2 separate regions of the Rattus norvegicus genome follow, and region 2 is linked to region 1. A link is a contact called in public HiChIP or PLAC-seq data. All regions are on one chromosome and are shown on one strand. The core of a region is the stretch at or near the end of the contact, and the rest is flanking DNA. Distances in the headings are between cores, read along the strand shown. Region 1 overlaps LOC120103545 (a long non-coding RNA gene). Region 2 holds the start of Vcpkmt (valosin containing protein lysine methyltransferase).

What was found. HiChIP or PLAC-seq counts read pairs in DNA pulled down with a chosen protein or histone mark.
Region 2: a contact with region 1 is called in an H3K27ac HiChIP or PLAC-seq map of oligodendrocytes, with 5 times the contacts expected there. The contact joins the promoter of Vcpkmt here to the enhancer-like site in region 1. A contact is called at or near these places in 4 of 12 Hi-C or Micro-C datasets (the Rat2 cell line, Schwann cells, kidney and 1 more) and 1 of 1 datasets of contacts at active chromatin or transcription factors (oligodendrocytes).

What each region holds. Positions count from the first base shown.
Region 1 is chr6:93,708,937-93,711,739 of GRCr8, reverse strand. LOC120103545 (a long non-coding RNA gene) reads right to left here. Exons shown (of 7, transcript XR_005505998.2): 7 at 905-2,803. Among named protein-coding and RNA genes, the nearest start is that of Vcpkmt, 68 kb to the left of the region's middle. Within about 2 kb of position 1,424, at least 35 of the 93 cell types and tissues checked have an H3K27ac peak or open chromatin away from gene starts, as enhancers often do. A contact at or near this core is called in Schwann cells and kidney, where this site is marked.
Region 2 is chr6:93,776,571-93,779,733 of GRCr8, reverse strand. It overlaps Vcpkmt (valosin containing protein lysine methyltransferase), which reads left to right and starts at 1,334. Exons shown (of 5, transcript XM_063262661.1): 1 at 1,334-2,047; 2 at 2,151-2,256; 3 at 2,426-2,495. The coding sequence starts at 2,195. It overlaps Sos2 (SOS Ras/Rho guanine nucleotide exchange factor 2), which reads left to right. Exons shown (of 23, transcript NM_001135561.1): 23 at 1-763.

The DNA of each region.
Region 1 (2,803 bases), core at 175-2,674:
ACACACACACACACACACACACACACACACACACACACGGCAGTGGTAAAGTCCTGTAATCCACAGTGAGATAACAGGAGACGTACCCAGAAGGCTCAGGGTTATCTAGCCCAGTGTGTGCAGCATGTCAAAAACAAGAGAGACCCTGCCTTTCCACAGAAATTGAGACCAAATCCCCAAAAGTTGTCCTCTGATCTCCACACACAGGTGTGCACACACAAATAAAAAATAAATACATTTCAAAAACCCAATAACCACCCCCCACACACACACACACCATAACCAATAACAAGAACAGGCTGTGAGAATTGGATACAGACACCATCCTTGAGAAGTGGGGAGAGAAAAAGGAGAAAACAAAATGTCCGCATCACTCCACTAGGACGGAAATACCTAGGGCAAGTCAGACTGTCCACCTCAGCTGTCTGCACATCTAGCAAGGCAGGTAGGGCCAGGCTGGGGTCTCAGGAGGCCACATAGTCTATGGGACTCCTCAACTGTCCCTGAATTGTTGAGTTTTTAATGGAGTAGGTCAAGTTCAATTAAACGCAAGCCAGAGAGGTGTTTTCTGTGTTCAAAACAGGCGGCCTTTTCCTAGAGTCCTGCTCCAGACTCATGAGGTAGATTTTCTCCACTGTGAGGCAATTACTCAGAGAAGCTGGGGCGCTTGCCTGAGATGGGTGCTGGAAGAGCTGAGGCAGGCAGGCACGCCATGCTGTTTCTCCAGTGCTGCCTGGCTCTTCCTTGGAGAAATCTCCAGACTCCTAACTCCAGCACAATTCCAGGCAGACTTGAAATCACATCAAGTAGTTGTCTCCCCTCCCACCTCACCCACACTATGGTGTGTGTGTGTGTGTGTGTGTGTGTGTGTGTGTGTGTGTGTGTGTGTGTTGGGTAAGATTTTGGCTACTGTCCTGGGAATCTTTCCTGAAACAAGACCAGGACTGTTTTTAATTAACATTGAGAGAAAAGTGTGACCCACACTGAGAAAGACTTGCATTTGCACTGGTTTTGAGAGAGCTACAGAGCAGGCACAATGTTTGCATTTCCTCTTACTTGGAGAGGCCACCAAGAAACTAGCCACTCCCTGACATTCTGGGACCAGTCTTCTGAGACCTGAGGTTCTGAAAGAGTCGCATCTGGCACTCCCCATGGAGGGGCCCTCATGCAGTCTCAGCGCGTATTGGAGTCTCGTGCCTTTTGACAACGTTGCCACTGAATGAGAAGCACAATCGCCCCTCTTGTTCCTGTTGGCAGAAACTGGCTTCTGGCTCTAACGTCTTCATTTCCTCTACATCTTTGTTTCCTTTAGTGCTCTCTCTCTCTCTCTCTCTCTCTCTCTCTCTCTCTCTCTCTCTCTCTCTCTCTAACAGCTGGAGAAATGAGGTGGTTGGCTCACAAACAACAGACTCTGACAGAGCCTCCCATCCTCCCCAGCTGCACCAAATTAACTTGGCATGATTTTGCATACTTCGAGGCCATGCATTGCAAAGGGATGCTTCTCCACTCCGCTGCTGACTCCTGACCTCAGACCAGGCAGCCCGCCTCCACCCCTCCTGGTTTGTTTGTACCTTGTGTTCTTCTGAAAGGAAGGAAACAGCCTTATTCTTGTACCTTTAAAATAGAAGCTCCCCAGAGGTTCTGAATCTACACTTCAAAGGCAAGAGAAAAGCCTTAACCTAGATCAGCAGTACTTCAGGAAACTGATGCTTTTAGCTACAGGTTTCCTGGAGAGGAAGCAAGGTGGAGGAGCTCATCTTGGTATGTGCAGGTGAGTAGCTCGGAGCCTGCAGTTCTGGACCCACCAATGAGTGAGTTTATCAGAAAAACCAAGTGGCGTTGTGTTCTTGTGCGCACACACCCTTGTGGGATTGTGCTCTCGTGAATTCTTGTGGGATGCCTTTTGTTCATGTCAGAAACCTTCCTGACTTGGAAGTGTTCGTATGGTAGACAGGGTGAGGTGCGACTCACAGGGAGTGTATGAGGAATCAGTACCAAGTGCCTGCTCAGTCCTTACTCCAAAAAGCATCACCAGGAATTGTCTCAATTGAAAAGCCAGAGGCCTGAGAACTCCTTCTGTTCTCTGAAGTTTCAGAATAGCTAAAGTGTCGGGGTCCCCGCTGGCGGGGGCACTAAAGGAACTCCGTTTCTGCAGCACTTCAAGGTCCTTAAATTGTCTGGTTAGCATTTGCACCAAAGAGGTTCGCGAAATTGTGTTCAGGAGTAAGTATAAGTTCACAGTCCACAGCAACTCTTCCCACGGCCTGGAAAAGTCCCAACCCTGTGAATCTCTCCCCAGGCCTCAAGGGAAGCTTCTTTCAAGCTGATCGTTTGCCTGGGTCTCATCTCCTGGAGTTGGACCTTCTTGGAGGTCTCTGTTGAAAGCATATATTCACTTTTTTCCCCTAGGAAAAGTGCAAAACCAAGAAAGGAAATGCCTGTTTGTTTGTTTGTTTGTTTGTGTCATTGTATAGTGAACTACTCTTAAACTCAGCAGTTTAAAACAATGAGTGTCATCTCAGTTCTATCGGTTAGAAACCTGGCTTGCCTTCTGGTGGCTCTGGCCTGTGGTCTCAGCGGAATCATTCACTGAGACTGAAGTTATACCAACACTGCTGGGGCAAGATCTGCCTGCAAACTCAGTCATGTGGTCACTACAAGCTTAGTTCCTTTCTGGTTGACTGCCCAGAGACACAGCTCCTCCCAGCCTCTTACTCCCTGCCTGCGAGTCTTCAGGATGTGGTAGCTTCTTCATTCCCCCAGAGTGACTGAGCCAAGAGAAACATGGAAACCAAGGCAGTGG
Region 2 (3,163 bases), core at 85-2,584, 68 kb before region 1:
GTTTGGTTTTTACATCTAGGAGAATTATGAATAATACCCACTGTTCTTAAACTCTTTGAGGCCATGTCTTAAATGTCAGTATTTGCTGCTGAAGACAAAACGGAAAATAGAATGAAATAATAGAATGCACTGTGTTTATTATTTTGGTAAGATTATAAACAACTCTGTATAACCTGATTACAGAAGGGCATGTATCTCATTAAGATGTGCCTTTTGTTTTGCAGTGTGTGGTGTCTTTAGCTAATGATTTGCCTATTGTTTGGGAAAACAAAATTAATATGCCATATATGTACAGTTTATTTATATTGTATATATTTAAAGAAAATGCTAATAACCTATATAAATGTAAGTGACTTGAGGCCTATAATACAATCTGCTATTTTACTAATTTGTAAGTCCAGAACAAAAGTTTCTTATGGCATAAGAACCAACTGCCATCTGCCTTGTCTTCACACCTATTAACTGTCTTTAATCTCGTGTTAACTGAAATTTTTAAAGTTTTTCCAGATTAGTAATATTTAAACAGAAAATACTTTAAAAGCTTTATTAAATTTTTTTTTTAATCAGACAGGATAAAGCTTTTCCCATTTGGATACTCTCGTTCAAAGTGATCAACGTATGTTGTGCTGATAGTGCAGTAGCCCCCATTGTAAAGTAGCCAAAAGCCATGTTGTTTATCTACTGGTCTGTGGCCTTCTACTGTGCTTTGCATCAGAGTTCTTAACAAGGTTAATAAATCACCTCAGTCTTAATTTGTAAAAGACTTGCAATGTCGTTTTTATCACAAAGAACTAGAAGAAGCTGGGTGTAGTGGGGAACACCTGTAATCGCAGCACTTGGGAGATTAAAGACTGAAGCACTGAAGTTCAAAGCGAGACTCAACTACTTGGAGAGTTTGAACCTACTTGGGATACAGAAGACCATCCTGAAAACAAAAAACAACAAAGCTGAAAGAAATGTAGAAAAATGAATATCTTATCGTGTGTGTGTGTGTGTGTGTGTGTGTGTGTGTGTGTGTGTTGCATACCAGAAGACCATCCTGAAAACAAAAAACAACAAAGCTGAAAGAAATGTAGAAAAATGAATATCTTATCGTGTGTGTGTGTGTGTGTGTGTGTGTGTGTGTTGCATACCAGAAGACCATCCTGAAAACAAAAAACAACAAAGCTGAAAGAAATGTAGAAAAATGAATATCTTATCGTGTGTGTGTGTGTGTGTGTGTGTGTGTGTGTGTGTGTGTGTGTGTGTTGCATACCAGAGATCCAATTGGAAAGTCAAGCCAACATGCAGGTCTCTCCTACTATCTGAGTCCTGGAACTCAGGTACTTGGTCTTACTGGTCATCTTTTGGCTCTGTGGGATTTAAATGTTAGAGGATTAACCTTTCTTTTCAGTTAAAAGCAAGTAGCACGTTCCAAGCCACCACTTTTATGCACTCATATAACAAAGAAGCACAGTACAAAAACTTCTTGAATGTAACCATTTTTGGTAGGACCTGGGTAGCTGCCTAGATTTATAGTCAACAGCTGTGAGTGAGCTATGGAAAAAGCACTGTCGTTTGCTTAAAGAGCGCTTAAAGAGCTGATCAAAGTAGCAGGCAGCTGGGCCACTCCCAGGTAGATTCTGCGGGTTTCTACCGCCTTCCGGGCTTTGAGAGTCACGCATGCGCTTTGAACAACCGCTTTGCCGCTGGGAAGTACGGGTCCTGCGTGAGCGTGACGTCAGCACGTACCGCAGCCTGTGGCGGGCAGGAGCTGGAATATCGTCCGCCGAGGAGCGGGAATACCGTCCGTCGTGGAGCCGGAGGTGGAGGATCCGCTCTGGAGCTTTGTGCGGGTTCTGGAGAAGCGAGATGGGACCGCGCTTCGACTGCAGCAGTACGGCTCCGGAGGCGTGGGTTGCGTTGTGTGGGACGCCGCCATCGTCCTTGCCAAATACCTGGAGACGCCGGGGTTTTCTGGCGATGGGGCCCACGCTCTGAGTCGGCGCTCGGTGCTGGAACTGGGTTCCGGCACGGGGGCCGTGGGGCTCATGGCTGCGACCCTCGGGTAAGAGCTGGCGGGAAGGCATCAGTTCACCGGCGGGAAGGCGTCAGGTCACCGGCGTGCAGCCGTGCGCCTGTACCTCAATCGAGGTTGTTTTTTAGGGCAGATGTTATAGTCACTGATCTTGAGGAGCTACAAGACTTGCTGAAAATGAATATTAATATGAACAAGCATCTTGTGACTGGTTCTGTTCAAGCCAAGGTACTGAAATGGTTTGTATGGCCTTTCAGCTTGTTTTAAGATAACCGCTTACTTGTGCTTTAAATGGCATTTTGCACAACGCATGCTTAATATGATGGAAAGTTTCTGCTTTTCGTTTCTAAAATGAACACTTTAAGTCGTCAGAGCATCAGTTAAAGACATATGTTTGACATTTTTAAGGGGTGATGACATAGAAGACTTGATGTCACCAGACTACATATTAATGGCGGACTGCATATACTATGAGGAGGTGAGTATGAAGCCAGCTAGTAGTTGAACTGTGTTGTCCTGAAGCCCACAGCTCTCCGTAGTTTCACACCTCCAGGTGTGGGATATTTTTCTGTAGGTGATGAGGCAAGTAAGAGAAGACAAATTATCAAGGGCAACACAATCTTACAATTCAGGATAAGCATACAGGCCTGTGAGTGGTGGTTTGGAGGCTTTTTGTAAAACTTTAAAAGGATTTTCCGGTTTGGATAAATTCTGGAAAACTAAGATACCTTCTGTTTGTTCATTTGTTTTTTCTTTCCTTTTTTTTCTTACCTTTCCCATTGACTGCTAACCATGACATTGAAAATTAGTTAAGATGCAAATTGGCTCACTCCTAGAGTCCCAGCACTTCTGATTGTCATAAATGCTAGGCCAGCATGGATCACAGATGAGACTCCAAAATTAATTAGTTAATTCTCTGTCAAGATTTTAATAGACTTGTGGAATGGTTTTCTTTACATATTAGTTTACTCAGTGTTGGGCAGTACTTAGTTTTAAATTAATGCCTTGAGCCATCTGACCTTCAAATTTGGGTCAGCAGTTAAGAGCACACACTTCTTCCAGAGGATCCAAGTTCAATTCCAAGCCAACCTTTAGGGTCGGGCTGACTTGTAGAATAAATTGTTGATTTATAAATTTTATTTATAA